Linked DNA regions of Pan troglodytes: region 1 is linked to region 2. Evidence: chromatin contacts called from public Hi-C data. All regions are on one chromosome and are shown on one strand. Each heading gives the region's core, a stretch centred on a gene start, on an enhancer-like site or on the middle of the called end of the contact. The rest is flanking DNA. Distances are from core to core; before and after follow the strand shown. Region 1 overlaps ZFP36L1 (ZFP36 ring finger protein like 1). Region 2 overlaps RAD51B (RAD51 paralog B).

Region 1 (7,709 bases), core at 1,538-4,037, 540 kb before region 2:
CCGAAATGACGTTTCAACCCGACAATTTAAAAAAGAGTTTAATTATAGAGACAGGCTCTGGGAGCTGGAACAAACCCTCGGTCGGCGGGGCCGGTAAACAACTCGGGAGCGAGCGGGCTAGGCCAGTCGCAGCCTTGCGGAGCCCGCGCCCCCGGGGAGAGGGGGAGGGGAGGGCCTCCGGGAGTTGGAAAAGCCGAGGAAATTCGAGGAATCAGCTTTCTTTGGAAAAATCCACTTTGTAGCCATTCTGGGGCGCCTGATGGTGCTCCTGGCCGGTCCCGCAGCCTTGGAGGGAAAGCGGCGCCGCCCGAAGCAGGGGCATAGCCGGTGCCCCGCGGGGACAGGCCCTGGGCCGGGAAGGGGGCCCCGCCCGCTCCCAGTCCCCTTCCCTTTTGCTTTTTTCCAGCCCCTCCTCCGGTCCCCCCAGCTGAGCTTTGCGAACCCTCGGGAGTTAAAGACCAGCCGGCCCCCTTTTTGGGGGGGTGGGGGGTGGGGAAGCGGGAATGGGTGGAGGCCGGGGGAATAAAAAACCGAAATAGCTTCACATCACAACTCAGACTAACCTTGTGGTTTCAACGCGCACTCTGCTCTGTCCTGAAATCTGGAACTCATTACCTCATCACCAAGAAACTGCACGAAATCTCTCCCCCACAGCCCCAACACCCACTTGGGAAAGGAACGAGCAAACATCCCTCAAAGAAACCTACACTTGAATGATTTAAATTAAGGTGGATGGAAGTTATTTCCCTTTCTGGCGCTTGCCAGATTTCAAGAAAAGCTGAAAAATGGGAGCGGGGGAGGGAAGCAACAGACGGCTGGAGGGCAGCAGCAGAACAAGCGAGGGGCAGCAGCCGGGTTAAAGTGGGGGCCATCCATTTCGGGCAGAGGAGACAAATGAAAGCCGACCCCGCTGGGATCACGTAGGTTCGTGGCTGCAGCAAAAGTTGGGTTTCACAAAGTTGAAAAACAGCCGGTTTCTCAAACAATTGTGATTTGGAAGGTTTCGCTGGGTTTGCCCAGATGTTTACGAATAAATAAGAAATGCAGTTTTAAAAAAGTGTGTTGGGGGTGGTGAGAATGCGCTCTCTTCGGCCCGCCCCGTCCTTTCCAAAGAAACGTGCTCATAATGGGGTGACCTAATTACATCGCAATGGAACTCAATCCTAGCCACTCCGCAGCACCGGGTTTCATAACAGACTCGGCGGCCTCGAGTGCTGGGAAGAAACGTGCGAGGGCCGAGGGGGGCGGCGGAGCCCGCGTGGAAATCGGAAAGAAGCGCAGCCCTGCGACTTCCGCCTGGGTCATCACGCCAGCAGTCGGGCCAAGGCGCAGGGGGCGGGTGGGGGACACGTTAACTTTTTATTTGGGTGGGCGGCATCCAAACCTAACAGTATATATTTTATCATTTTCAAGGGAGTCATGCTCCATTGCGGGCCCTTCGGTTTCGTGGCTCCCATGCCCCCCTCTCCACCTCCCGCCAAAACGGCGCAGCGTGACAAGCCATATGTTCCACTCCCGTGGGGGCGAGAGAGAAGCAACAATAAGTTAAAAGTGCTGCCTCCCTCCACCTCTTTACCTTCATTCTTACCAAAGTAACCTTTTTTCATTGTTCTACAGTCTTGAGGTGTGTGTGGGGAGGACGGAGGAGGGAGGGTTGTGGCGCCGCCCAGAATTCGGAGCGCGCGTGGAAAGTAGTGAGTTGCTCGGTGGGCTTTTTCTGGGAGGAAGGGGCATTCAGGAAGGATTAGGGTTTTCTTGACTAAAAAGTTTAAAGATTGGATGCGTGAAAAGAAACGCCACGCCTAGGCCTGGTAAAACAATCGTCCCGGGTTGTGGTCTTTTTTTGCGGCGCCCCCCACCCGCCCACACCCGGAGAGCGCCGGCTGCAAAGCGAGCGCGAGTGTAGACGCGTGCGGCGCACTAAATTGTGCCGCGCTCGCCCCCGCCAGACCATGTCCTCCTGGGGAAAAAGTTTCCCTAGTACCCCCAGCACCGCGCCCCCACCCTACGCCCCGCTGGAAAAAAAACAGCAACATAAAATCCTAGGCTTGAACATTCTGTGCGTCCCAAATTTCTAATGTCCTCGGCCTGCCCGGTTTGCCGAAGGGAGCCGAGTGTCGAAGAGAAGTCGGGAAAAGGTAAGTTGTGCAGACACTTGGGGAAGTTTCAAGGAGACCGCCAGCTCAAGATGGAAACCGCGGCCCGGGCGCTAAGGACGGGCTTCAGCTCCCGCTGGCAAAAAGAGAAAGTCGAGCCCGCCTTCCTGCCCAACAAAAAACAACAACACGACAACAAGAACCCCGGAGGGAGTGGAATGAGTGACGTCACAGCCGCGCTCTGAGGCTGACAAAGGAGGGGGCGCGCCCCTCCCGCTCTGCGCCCGCGCGGCCCCGGAGAGGGGGCGCCTGAAGCGCCGGGTAGGGAAGTCAGCCGACTCGAAACTTTTCCTCTTTAAGAAAAAAAAAAAAAGTTGTGCGCGGCTCACAGTGGGGTTTTTTTTTCCGCCTTGTTTTCTCGTCTCCCCTCCCCCTTCTTCCTTTTGAAAGTTTCTTCTCCTCCCCCTGCCCCCCCCTCCCCGCCTGACCGCATGGCTGATTCAACTCCAGTGTCAATCAACTTCTTTTTCCTCCTCTTCCTCATTTAAATAAGTTTAAAGCTCCTCCTCCCCCCGGCCCACCAAATCTGAAACTTTATAAATTGGGCTTTGCGCGCCCCAGCCCGGAGTCAGAAAGGCGAGGGGCGCCGGGAACTGGCGTGTGGGACTCCAGACAGGAGAGGCTGCGCCTTCCCCGCACCGGGACCTTCGCGACACACCAGATCCTCGCCCCTGGCTCGCGCGAGCGCACAGGATGACCACCACCCTCGTGTCTGCCACCATCTTCGACTTGAGCGAAGTTTTATGCAAGGTAAAGGGGGGCGGAGCATTTGCTTTTCAAAAAGTCTTTTTCTTTTGCCTTAAGAACCCCCAAAAGTTTGGGTCTTGGAAGGCAGTGGGGAAAGTGGTGCAGCGAGATGATTCTTTTCTCCTCCCGCATTTCTCCCAAGTTTGAAGGAATTTGGCCCCGTCCTTCCCACCCTTTGAGTTTCAACAGTTCCTGGCGGGGATTACATGTGAATCTGGAGGCCAGGGTTTTGAGGGGCGAAGTTTGCCTGGCAGGGCAGCCCGGGGGCTTCGGGGGGAGGGCTGGGATTGGGACAAGTTTTGGGCGATTCTGTTTTACGTAACGTGCTGCTGGATCCCAGGTTTGCTGGTCTGATCGGGTTCCCAGTCTGCGCCCTAGGTCTGTCCAGCGGCATTACCCACCCGTGGGGTTGGGAGTGGGAGGTCCCTCGGGGAAGTGAGTCTCGGGACAATGTTTTCCTCCACTCTTTGGGGGGAGCTGGGGATATGCGAGGAAGAAAGGCCAAGTTGTGATTCAAAAAGATGTTGCAGAACAAGTTTGCAGTGGGGCTTGAGTCCGCCCTAGCTCCGTTGGGCTTCTTCCCGCGATAGCCGATCGTGCAGCAAACTTTGGGGTGAAAGAGGCATTCAGGTTGACCCGCTTACCTGTGTTGCCGAGGCATTGCGGCTCATCGATTGCGGGCGGGGTTGGGGGGGGAGGTGGCGACAAAATGCTGGCTTAAACTCGAGAGTCCCGCGAGTAAGGATTTAATGGGGGCCTCCTTAAAACATGTTGCTTGTCAGCCAGTGTTGAAAAAGCAAGTTTTAAACTCGGAATGTTCCAGGACTGCGGTTTAAATGTACATAGCAAAAGTCTATGGATGTTGTTAAATTTCTTTCCAACCTCCCCCTCCCAATTTGAAAGGGTGAAGTTGCTGGGCTACTTTTTAATTGCTGAAGTGTTTTGCCTTCTCTTAACACGTCGGGTCATGTTGCTCTGTTTTCCCAGCTTGCTGCTCCTGTTGGTGCAGCTGCCAACGCCCCAGGGCTGCAGGGTTGGGGTGCAGGGACGCCGAGGAGCTGAAGAGTAGCATTTAAAAAGTTTGAATTTTTCAGCTTCCTTCCCTCCCTGCACATTCCCAAACTCCACTTGCCAGCCCGGCTGCCAGCGCTCCCCAACATTTCTTCCTTCTTTTCTCGACTCTCCCGCTCTTTGATCTATTTCTTTCTTTGGCCCCCCTCCCCCCTCAGGACTTTTTAAATGAACCTCATTGTTGGGAACCAGCTCTCGACTGGGTTCCTGTAATCCTCTCGGTGGGGTGGTTGCAGTTACAGATTCCCGGTCCCCCCCTGCTGATCCTAAGGGACCAACATTAGAATTTGCACAACGACACCCACATGGGCTGGGAACTAACTCCTAGGTCCCTGACCTGCACCATTTCCAAATCTTGGGTACAATTTGGGCAGGTGACCAGGGTCCTATTGGAACAGAAACCTGCCATTGGTGGCTCTGCCCCCATCCCCACCACCCCCAATCCGCTATTGACTAGGAGGTGGGTAGGGGGGGTTGGTGCTTTCCTTTTCCTTTCCATCTGCAGCTTTGCGTTAAAGATTAAACACTGGAGCTCTTATCCAAGCTTGCTCTTGCAGCCAAAAGACTAATTGCAAAGGCATCTTCTCAGTGAAGGGGGCGGGGTGGGCTAGGGCTGAGTGGAAATGGTGAGAGAGATTATTGTAGAAAATATCTCTTCCGGGAACTTAGGGCAAAGAGTTTTATTTTCAGGAATCACATCCCTGTCTCCCCCAACCTCAGACCAGGCCCCCAATCTCCTCCCCACAAGAAAAAGCAAAGGCAGTCTGAAAACCTGTTGCCAAAGGAAGGGAACACTTCTGAAGGAGGAAGTTGAGAGTCTTAGGCCAGGTCTTGAAGGAGGGGGTATCAATTAAGCAGAGACTGATTGGAAGGGGACCTAACGTAGCCTATGATCGACTCCTTTCTGAGGTTTACCTGTTTTTGTCGCGGGCGGTGGCGGGGGCGGGGTGCGGTAATCTAGAGAGGTCTGGGTTGTGTGAGATATTTTGAGTTGAAGAATCTGTTTGACTAGTAAAGAAGTTGAACTTTACAGATTAACGTGGTAGCTTTGGGGACAGAGGATATGGGGGTTGCATTGCAGGAGTCAGCATGGAGTAGGGTGCTTGTCACACAGTTTGGATCTTGTGGTTTCTTACGCATGGGGCCAAAATAAACCCAGGTGAATGGCCTATGGGAGGGAGAGAGGGAAGGGAGCTTGCTAGAGCCGAGGTAGAGATGAGTTCTTTGAGAAAGAGCGGGCGTTTGTGGTTGTGTAGGGGCTGCCCATAGTGGACATCCTGGTGGATGTCCTCCGTCCTTACCATCCTTTCTCTTCTCTCTCCAGGGTAACAAGATGCTCAACTATAGTGCTCCCGGTGCAGGGGGTTGCCTGCTGGACAGAAAGGCAGTGGGCACCCCTGCTGGTGGGGGCTTCCCTCGGAGGCACTCAGTCACCCTGCCCAGCTCCAAGTTCCACCAGAACCAGCTCCTCAGCAGCCTCAAGGGTGAGCCAGCCCCCGCTCTGAGCTCGCGAGACAGCCGCTTCCGAGACCGCTCCTTCTCGGAAGGGGGCGAGCGGCTGCTGCCCACCCAGAAGCAGCCCGGGGGCGGCCAGGTCAACTCCAGCCGCTACAAGACGGAGCTGTGCCGCCCCTTTGAGGAAAACGGTGCCTGTAAGTACGGGGACAAGTGCCAGTTCGCACACGGCATCCACGAGCTCCGCAGCCTGACCCGCCACCCCAAGTACAAGACGGAGCTGTGCCGCACCTTCCACACCATCGGCTTTTGCCCCTACGGGCCCCGCTGCCACTTCATCCACAACGCTGAAGAGCGCCGTGCCCTGGCCGGGGCCCGGGACCTCTCCGCTGACCGTCCCCGCCTCCAGCATAGCTTTAGCTTTGCTGGGTTTCCCAGTGCCGCTGCCACCGCCGCTGCCACCGGGCTGCTGGACAGCCCCACGTCCATCACCCCACCCCCTATTCTGAGCGCCGATGACCTCCTGGGCTCACCTACCCTGCCCGATGGCACCAATAACCCTTTTGCCTTCTCCAGCCAGGAGCTGGCAAGCCTCTTTGCCCCTAGCATGGGGCTGCCCGGGGGTGGCTCCCCGACCACCTTCCTCTTCCGGCCCATGTCCGAGTCCCCTCACATGTTTGACTCTCCCCCCAGCCCTCAGGATTCTCTCTCGGACCAGGAGGGCTACCTGAGCAGCTCCAGCAGCAGCCACAGTGGCTCAGACTCCCCGACCTTGGACAACTCAAGACGCCTGCCCATCTTCAGCAGACTTTCCATCTCAGATGACTAAGCCAGGGTAGGGAGGGACCTCCTGCCTACTCCAGCCCCTACCCTGCACCCACATCCCATACCCTCTTCTCCCTACCCATCCCATTCCCCACAGGCCCTACATTAACAAGGTTAAGCTCAACCCCTTTCCCCCAGCACCTCAGAATGTGCCCTCCCTCTCCCCCTCATAACCCCACCTAACATAAGGACAAGTCAATTTGTCAGTAGCTTCTTCTGGCTTGAAACCCCCTCCCTGGATTTTATAGCCCACTTACCATGCATAACAGACAAGTCCCATATTTTGTCAGTAGATGCCTTTTTTTTTCCGGCTTAAGCCTTAAGTGCCAAATCACAAGAGAAAAAGCAGTAACAGTTTACAGAAGCAACTTAGTGCCTTGTAATCTAACTTTGTCACTGTGACTACATTACCTCTTCAGCGCCAGAGGGCACCCGTGGGCCTCCCGGAGCCTCTGCCCATGGGGGGGTGGAGACCCGGAACCAGCAGCCCCCTCCACTGGCGACACAACTGCACCTTCCCTCATTTCAGTCTCCCGCACACTTATTCCTCCTCCCCTCTTCCCGGCGGCACCTCTCCACCTGTACCCCCCCCCCCCCCCCCCCGAAGAGTTGTTGCCAGACCAGGGTTTTGGGGGAAACCTGTCTTGACATTCAAAACCTTTTTCTTCCCGATCTGAACCCCTGTTGACTAATCTTGCCTGGGTTTGTGTAGGTCTGCAGGAAGGAAGGCTGAAAAAGCGGACGAAGATTTTGACTTAAGTGGGACTTTGTGATTTAATTTTTTCTTTTTTTTAAGCGGGGAGGAAGGGGAAGCTAGATGGACTAGGAGAGACTTGATTTTGGTGCTAAAGTTCCCCAGTTCATATGTGACATCTTTTTAAAAAAAATAACAACAAAAAAAAATGAGAGAAAAGCTAAAAAAAAAAAAATGTAAGGGGTGAGCAGTTAATGGTATTCATTCCACATACAATATCTGTGTAAAACGATTTCCTGTAGAAGTAGCTTTAATGGTTTTTGCTCTAGAATACCGTAGGTCTATCCTTAGAGCACTCACGCCATGCTTTCTTCCCTGGGTTTTAAACTTCATATAACTTTCAGAAATTGGAGAGCAAAAATTTTGCTTGTCACTGCACATCAATATAAAAAAGCTTATTTAACTTATCAAAACGTATTTATTGCCAAACTATGCTTTTTTTTTGTTAATTTTGTTCATATTTATCGGGATGACAAATCCATAGAATATATTCTTTTATGTTAAATTATGATCTTCATATTAATCTTAAAATTTTGTGACGTGTCTTTTTCCTTTTTTTCCACAGTTTTAATATATTATTCTTCAACGACATTTTTTGTAACTTTACACTTTTTTGGTTATTTTATTTTAAAAAAATGAAAAATTAATTTAAAAAAATGCAAAAAACTGTTGGATTATTTATTTTAGAAATTCCCCCCTTT
Region 2 (7,399 bases), core at 478-2,977:
GAATGTTCCATAACCCTCAGCTCTACTCTCCTTTTTTCTTCTGTTAGACCCCAGACCCTCAGGTATCTGGTTTAAGCAGTCATTGAGATGTAGGTATGAGGCCCTCAGTGAATTAATGCCGGTTGTCCTGGGGCTGTGAGCAGGCCAGGGCAACACCCATAGGCCTGTTCCCAGGGGATTTAGGGGAAGATTTTACCTATTTTGGATGTGCTTCTTTTTCTCCTTAAAACAATAATAGCACTACCATTGTGTTGTTCATTTTGGAAACACAAATCCAAAGAATTCTATAATATTTGAAAACATCTACTTAAAGGAATTGATGAAATTGTGATTGTTTCCCTTAAAAGTAAACTGTATAGCTTGATATCTCAGGCATTATAGTAAGAAAATTAAGCTTCTTGACTCAGAAACAAATATAGAAACAAGCCATGACTCATTTTTACCATCATTCTATTCCAGAAACTTAAAAGCATAGCCTGCATAGTGAAGATCCACATAAAAATGCAGGCACATTTGCTGCAGTGCTAAGAGCAGAAGATATCAATTAATTAGAGAAGTGTGAAAATAAAGACAGGACAAATGAGGGGGGCTGGTAGGGAGACAGGAAGAAGGAGTGACAAACAACAGCAAAAATATCTTAAATAAATAATTCAGAATGGATGCTAAATACAAAAGTGGGAGCCAAGCCAGACTAAAGTTCAGATGCATCTAGGGTTACTTTGTGCAACACATTTATTCACTAAAGCGCCAAAGCAGCTATTAGAGGAAACAATAAAGAGGCCCTCTCCCCTGGAAATTTGAGTCCTGCTTTGGAATTTTTATGACATTTCTTCCTTAACAAACAAGAAGGTCTCACCACCTTCCCCTGGCTTCAAAGCCTCACTATGGCGGTGGCCTGAGATTAATATCCTTGGTCTGATTTATATATGTTGTTTGAGGTATTTTCAAAAGTCATGTAGTTTATGAAAGAATTGCAGCTCTAGCAGGCACACAAATAAACAAGACCCCCATATCTCTAATCCTACAGGATTGCCCTGATTACCATGACTCACTTGGTCATTTCAACAATGCCCTTTCATGTCACCAGGGCTGTGTGTGCAAAATTAGGACACTACCTGGACCTCCAGCTAAACACTAAAAAATACTCTAGGATTCCCAGTCGGAAAGTGGTGAGGGTGTGATGTAAGTATGTGTGTAAAACTATAGTCCAGTTAGTTTTTGTTTTATATAACAAGTGGGTTCCTGAAAAGTCAAGATTTAAGTACTTTTTTTTGTAGATTAAAACATTTACAATTCACATCAGAAGCTCACTATTTAATGTAATCCGATTGTGGTTCCAGTTACAAAGAATGCTTTTGTAATTAAAATACAATCCTTTTGTTTGATCGATTTTATACATTCAGACTTGGTTTTACAGGAGTTTCTTAATGTAGGGTATACTTAGAGTATTATTACTAGTTGGTAAGTATTGTTTTGTTTTAATGCTATTCTTTTCTTTTTCAGCAAAAATCCAAAGAAGTATTTCCACAGCCCAAGTTCATACTCTTCACAACATGAAAGACAGAACTTGCTCTGCTTTATTTAGCTTAGTGTGTCCTGTGGCATGTGAGGCATCCAGGGTAGCAGACACCAGCAAATTGCTAGGAAGAAACTGAGAGGCAATGCCCCACCGACTGCACGGCAGTATTTCCAAACCGGTGACAGAGCTGAACCAGGATCAGACTGCTCTTTAAAAACACCTGTTCTGTAAACCTGAGTTAGTGAGGGCAGCATCTTCCAACTGACTCAGCCCAGCCACTGCTGCCCCTCTGCCAGAGGGCCTGGTGCCATTCGGGCAAGGACTCAGGTGCCTTACCCCCAGACCCTTCATGACCCACTGGCACACAAAGGCGAGGGTGCCAGCACCAATGGGCACATCCATCCCAATCTGCCATTTCAAAGCAGCTGCCTGCAGGCTGTGTCCGCCCTCTGCTAGCAGAGTGCAATGGGGCAGAGAAATTAAAATCAAGGGGAGCTGGGGAAAAAAGAAAGATGGAAATCTTAAAGACAGTATCTTGGAAGCATATGTTTTAGAATCACTGCAGCCAGTTCCCTGTCAAGAAAATATTGGCCTTGTTGGTTGGTCCAATCTCATGTAGCCACAGATGGTTTTATGCCTCACTATTCAGATACCCACTCCCCAGAGTAGTGAGAAACAAAGGATGTGGTGCTTTGTGGTGTAGTTACTCTGCCACCTAGTGTTACATGTAAAAACAAACAAATAAATTTAAAAAAAAAAGGCTATGTTAGAAGAGTAAAAGTAGAATCATGAACTTCACTAAACTGCATTTTTTTTTTCTTTCCAAACGTGAAGATCCTCCACGTACAGTGGCAGCCTGGGGAGGCATTGCCAACAATTACAACAGCCCTTCTCATTTGAATTGAATGGAAGGCCAAAGAGCATGAGGTCTGAAGTTTAGGATGTGAAGGAGAAAAGAACATAACCTCAAAAACCCAATTTTAATGATATTTAAAAGGCCTATTCCCTCCAGGTAAGGTAAATACCATGAATACAATAATACAAACTGGAACTGGACAAGGAAAGTACAGTTTCTGTCCTGAAGAAGAGAGGAAAGAGTAAACAGAAAAAATGTGGATTGCTTTTTAAAGTATTATTACTTCTGCAACTAACGCATTATGAAGAAATAAAATGAGCTATGGGTTTGGGGTGAAGGTCTGAGTGTGAGTCCCAATTCAGTAGCTTCCTCGCTGTGCTGGTGAGTTGTGCAGTATCTCTGAGCTTCGATTCGGTGTTCTGGAAAACAGCTGTACACTTACACACACATTCTTCCTCCTTTTACAACACTGTCCTGAGGATCAATTAGAAATGTACATGAAGGCATTTTGTAACTATAAAGCGCTTTGCAGCACCCTGAAGACCATTTCCCTCACTATATTGTTCTCTTTTTGCAGTTATGTCTGCCATTTATATGTATATGGCTTTCTGTATTTAACTTGTCCTGGAGTGCTAGTGATCATTCTTAAATAAGTGCTTTCAGGATTAAAAGAAGTATTAAATAGGAAAATGTGCAAGTATGTCATGCAACATATAAAAAAATCCCCCAAATAGACTAATAAAGAATTAGCATTACAGTTTAAAATTAGATTATTCCAAGTGTTTCTCCTTAAAATTATGTTCCGTTGAGAATGATAAGCCATCTTGGTTAGTTGTTTCTACTAAAATTAGTATATTCATGAAAGTTCTTAAAATTACAGGGAATCTGAACTGAACTTTCCTTCTTGTGGGCAGAGCCTTCCATTGTGATAAACCAGGCATCAGGAAATAGTTTTTCATTTCCGTTCCTGCACTAACTAGCTATGTAACTTTAAGCAATTTCAGTTTCCAAATGGGCAAAAAGTAAGAGGTAAACAAAATAACCATGCCTTCCAGTTCTATGATGACAAGTTGTTGTTCTGCTTTTGATAGCAAAATTTAAAGACAATTCAAAATCCGTGATAGACTAGCTATAATGTAATTTTCAGAAATGTCCTACAAGTTACATACATTTTCAGTCACAGGATAGAAAAGACAGCATTAGGTGAGATGGCCACTGTAGCATGGGTGTGTTTGTGTCCTTTATCAGAACTTAGAGCTGCTCAGAAACCACTGCGGGCTAAAACAAACAGGCTACAAGAAAGTGCGTACCCAGCCACCTACCTGGCCTTTCAAAATTGCAAAGAAAGACTTTACTTCCACTTAGCTCTGAAAACACCCTTTGCTCTTTTTAGTAATATTTTTAACAATGCCAAGAAAAGAACTCTATTTATCCAGATTTCCTCTCTCCTTAGAAATGTCAACATTACTCAGGAGTATAGCAAAAAACAGCCTGGAGTTTTCATGATGTGAACATGAGACCAAAGTCACACTGAGGAGAGATTAAACTTGGAACATGATTGCCAGTAAAGAAGATAACTCATGCCTAGAAAAAGCCCAGCTGGTGACTTCTGTTACAGAATTCACCACCACACTGGGTTCACAAGCCCTTCTTCCCATATGGAAGCCCCCTTTTCTTAAATGTCCCAGATTCTCTCTCCTTTAGATTGATGCCAGTGCCTCTTCTCATAAAAGTGCTCAGCTTTGCTCCATCTCCCTGGTTTGTACAAACCCTGGCATATTTTGGCCTGGAAGATTTAGCCCTTTTCTTTCCCCTGTCTACTGGAACTTCTATCCTTTTTTATCAAAAAGATTTTTTTTTTCAAGGCTTTCCAATAATCTGCTGGAGGCCACAGAGACAGATCTAATCACGGTTCTCATCAATCTTTCTCCCACGGCCAAACAGAGCCAGGAGGCTACATGGAATGGTGCTGAATTCTTTTTTCTCCCTCAAGACGTACTTCTGTCCAGGGAGTTAGGGCCCACTGTGTGTTCCTGGGAGCTAACATTTCCTGGGGAATGTTTAGGGATTTCACATTTACCCTAAACAAAATAACATATAAAACTTTAAGTCTAAATTCCACAGAGCTTTTTAAAAGGAGGGGCCTTGTCTCTCCTTGGCTTACAGCAGCCCTGAAGGCTTGTTGTATCTCATTCATTTTGGCCATTTTCCAGAGCAGCTGACAAACTGAAAATAAGCACACTGCTGTCTCCCCTCCTTCACTCCCCGCACTACCTTCCCCGGCTCCTGACAACCACCACTCCTCACACCCACAGATCCATGAGGGTCAGGCCCATTCTCAGAATAATGTGGAGGTGAACACTACCTCCACCTCATTGCTCCGACTTTAATACCAATCTTGAACAGTCTTGGTTTGGGATTTCAAATGTAAGTCATTCTTGGCCTAAATCAGATTGTGGGATTAGAGCCCTATTCAACTTGTGAGAGCAGGAATTCGCCTTTTAGGGATATGCGTCTAAAGTCATAAATCGCCTTGGAGACATGCCCACCTCCACTTTTAAACTGCCTCTGAGTCTCTGTCCTTTTAGATAAGCAACAGGAAAAGAGATATAAGGTAACTTATGTTGCATGATTTGAACCAAATATTTGAGGCAGGCCTCTCTGTTCTTGGGAAGCTCTGGTGGAAAGCTGACTTGAAAAGAGGATGTAACAAAGCATCACACACTAGCAGATCATACCAATATCATACAAATCTAAGTGATGGGTTTCCAGTAGGAACCCAGGGCCCCGACATAAGGCACCACTTCCATGTGTTACTAATACATCACGAATCTGATCAACCATAGTTGCAAGTCTATTTGACTCAGAATTTAGCAGCAGCTGCAGTTCCCTAAATTAGTGAGGGGGAGATAGGCATTCAGCTTATAAAGTTTTCCAATAAGAGCCACTATCTTTGAAGTACTAAATTTATACCCACCCCAATTTGTTAGATCCCACCCTGGCTGGGCCTCCTCTAGATCACAATATAAACTCCTAGGACGAGGACAGGGTAGGTCTGGAGGAGATGGAGGAGACAATGAGGACATAGATTATGGTTTTGCCTAGATGTTTTCACCTTGGTATCAATCGACACATCTGAGCTAGTTAGTGTTACGGCATTCTTTAACCCTCCTTCCAAAAGAAACATCATGGGGCTTTTCTACCACGCCATTCATCTACCCAAATGTTAGGACATTGTTTTCTTTATAAAGTGTATGATTAATTGCCAAGACAACACCTGTGCCTTGCCATTTTTGTTATGGGAAAGTCTAGGAAATCCATGTACAAGACTACCCAGAGATTACCCACCCAGTGGCTTGGAATGCAGTGTGACCAAAGGCATTTCCAGAGAGCTCACAGGACACAATGGCCATGCATGGGTGGATTTGCTGGATGGATCAGACAAACCAACCACAACTTTTCCATCTTTTGTTTCGATTCCTTCCAGTAGATTGGCCTTGTTACCAATACTGATGCCAAGACTACCAATTGCTTGCAACAAAGAATTGTTGTTAACCCCTACCCACTGTTTCATTCACTCTAATTATTCTCTAACAATACAATGGCTTCAAAAAGCCTCCAACTGTCCAGCAGACACTATGGGCCAGAGGAATCACTGAACACAAGCAGCCTATCAATAGAAGACAATACTGAAGCAGCTTCTGTCTGGGTGTTTGCTCCATCTTCTCTGAAACAATGGGAGAGAGAGCTCAGGAGAATAAAAAGGAAGTCCTGCCCTACAGATCTTTTGTTTGTCTGCCAATGTTTTATCTGTTCCAAGTTCTTGGGCGTATTCTTTACCACTCCCAAATACAGGAAAAAGCCTCGATTTCCTAGGAAATGCAGCTTCTATGTTTTTGATGAATTCTTATTGTACCCAAATCAGACTTCAGTGAGGATTCCGGTTAAGATTTTTTTTTTCACTCCTAAGGTCAAATATATCTTATATAGTAGGTAGGCCATTGGACTAATTCACAGCAACAATAACAATACAAACAGATCTTTCTATAACATTTTAGATGACAGCATAGAGCCCACCAGCATATCAGTGGTTGTTTTTGTTTTTTTTAACAGATAACACTGGTTGATAGAATCACTGAATAAAAAAGTAATACACTGGAAGCAGGTCATCACGAAAAGACATCAGTTTAACAAAATTGAAACTGATACAATAATCTTGGAGGTTTCCAAACAGAGGGAATATAAAGTCAACAGAAAATTAAATGAGAGGAAGCCTCTGTTCATTACAAATCAACATATAATTAGATTGGGATGCACCCATAATGATGAAATACCAGCAGAAATGAAAGGTCAGTTGTTTCCAGTAGGGCAACACTGCCAGAACCATGTTTAAAGGAAACAGACCAACACGGTAACCCAGAATCTCAAAGATATCCCAGGATAAAGGGGATTCATTATAGTCTATTTGAGTCATCAAGTAGTGTGAATTCATATGTAAAGGGAACATGGGGCCTGGAATGTGTACAGTGTGTCAATTACTACCAAGCAATTAAAGCAATAAAAACCAAGGCTCCAAACCATACCCACAGCAGAGCTATAAATAAGTGAACAAAAGGAAACTAAATTCCCTAAGGAAGGAAAAGCCTGGATCAAAAAAATCAGCAAGGTCTAGGTCTCAGAAAATATAAAATAACATCAACCATGACAATTTAATAGCGATGTTACTCAATAATTCTTAGAAGCTGGATGACTTAACCAAAAAGATAAACTATTAGAAATATTAACATGCAGAAAGTTGTTTCTGCCTAAAAGTGTGCATAATATAAAAAAGTTTACAATAGGGAAAAATATGAATAATGCTTTATTTTTTAACCTTCGCAAGTTTAAAAAATTTAATAATCTTGAAAATATTTCCCTAGCTAGAAAAAAGAGAAATATCATTAATTATCATATGTGAATCAAAGCAATGAGCAATCTGAAGGCAACGGGTATTGATTTCCTTTAAAATTTCTGTTTTAAATAGT

What was found. A called contact is a pair of places that touch in the nucleus more often than the background predicts.
Region 1: a contact with region 2 is called in a Hi-C map of stem cell-derived neural progenitor cells, with 5 times the contacts expected there. The contact joins two enhancer-like sites. A contact is called at or near these places in 2 of 7 Hi-C or Micro-C datasets (a lymphoblastoid cell line and stem cell-derived neural progenitor cells) and 1 of 1 datasets of contacts at active chromatin or transcription factors (stem cell-derived excitatory neurons).

What each region holds. Positions count from the first base shown.
Region 1 is chr15:66,769,524-66,777,232 of NHGRI_mPanTro3-v2.0_pri, reverse strand. It overlaps ZFP36L1 (ZFP36 ring finger protein like 1), which reads left to right. Exons shown (of 3, transcript XM_063793611.1): 2 at 2,650-2,906; 3 at 5,299-7,709. The coding sequence starts at 2,850. The coding sequence ends at 6,258. Among named protein-coding and RNA genes, the nearest start is that of ZFP36L1, 4.4 kb to the left of the region's middle. Within about 2 kb of position 2,787, at least 16 of the 24 cell types and tissues checked have an H3K27ac peak or open chromatin away from gene starts, as enhancers often do. A contact at or near this core is called in stem cell-derived neural progenitor cells, where this site is marked.
Region 2 is chr15:66,227,574-66,234,972 of NHGRI_mPanTro3-v2.0_pri, reverse strand. All of the region lies in intron 7 of RAD51B (RAD51 paralog B), which reads right to left. Among named protein-coding and RNA genes, the nearest start is that of RAD51B, 430 kb to the right of the region's middle. Within about 2 kb of position 1,727, at least 8 of the 24 cell types and tissues checked have an H3K27ac peak or open chromatin away from gene starts, as enhancers often do. A contact at or near this core is called in stem cell-derived neural progenitor cells, where this site is marked.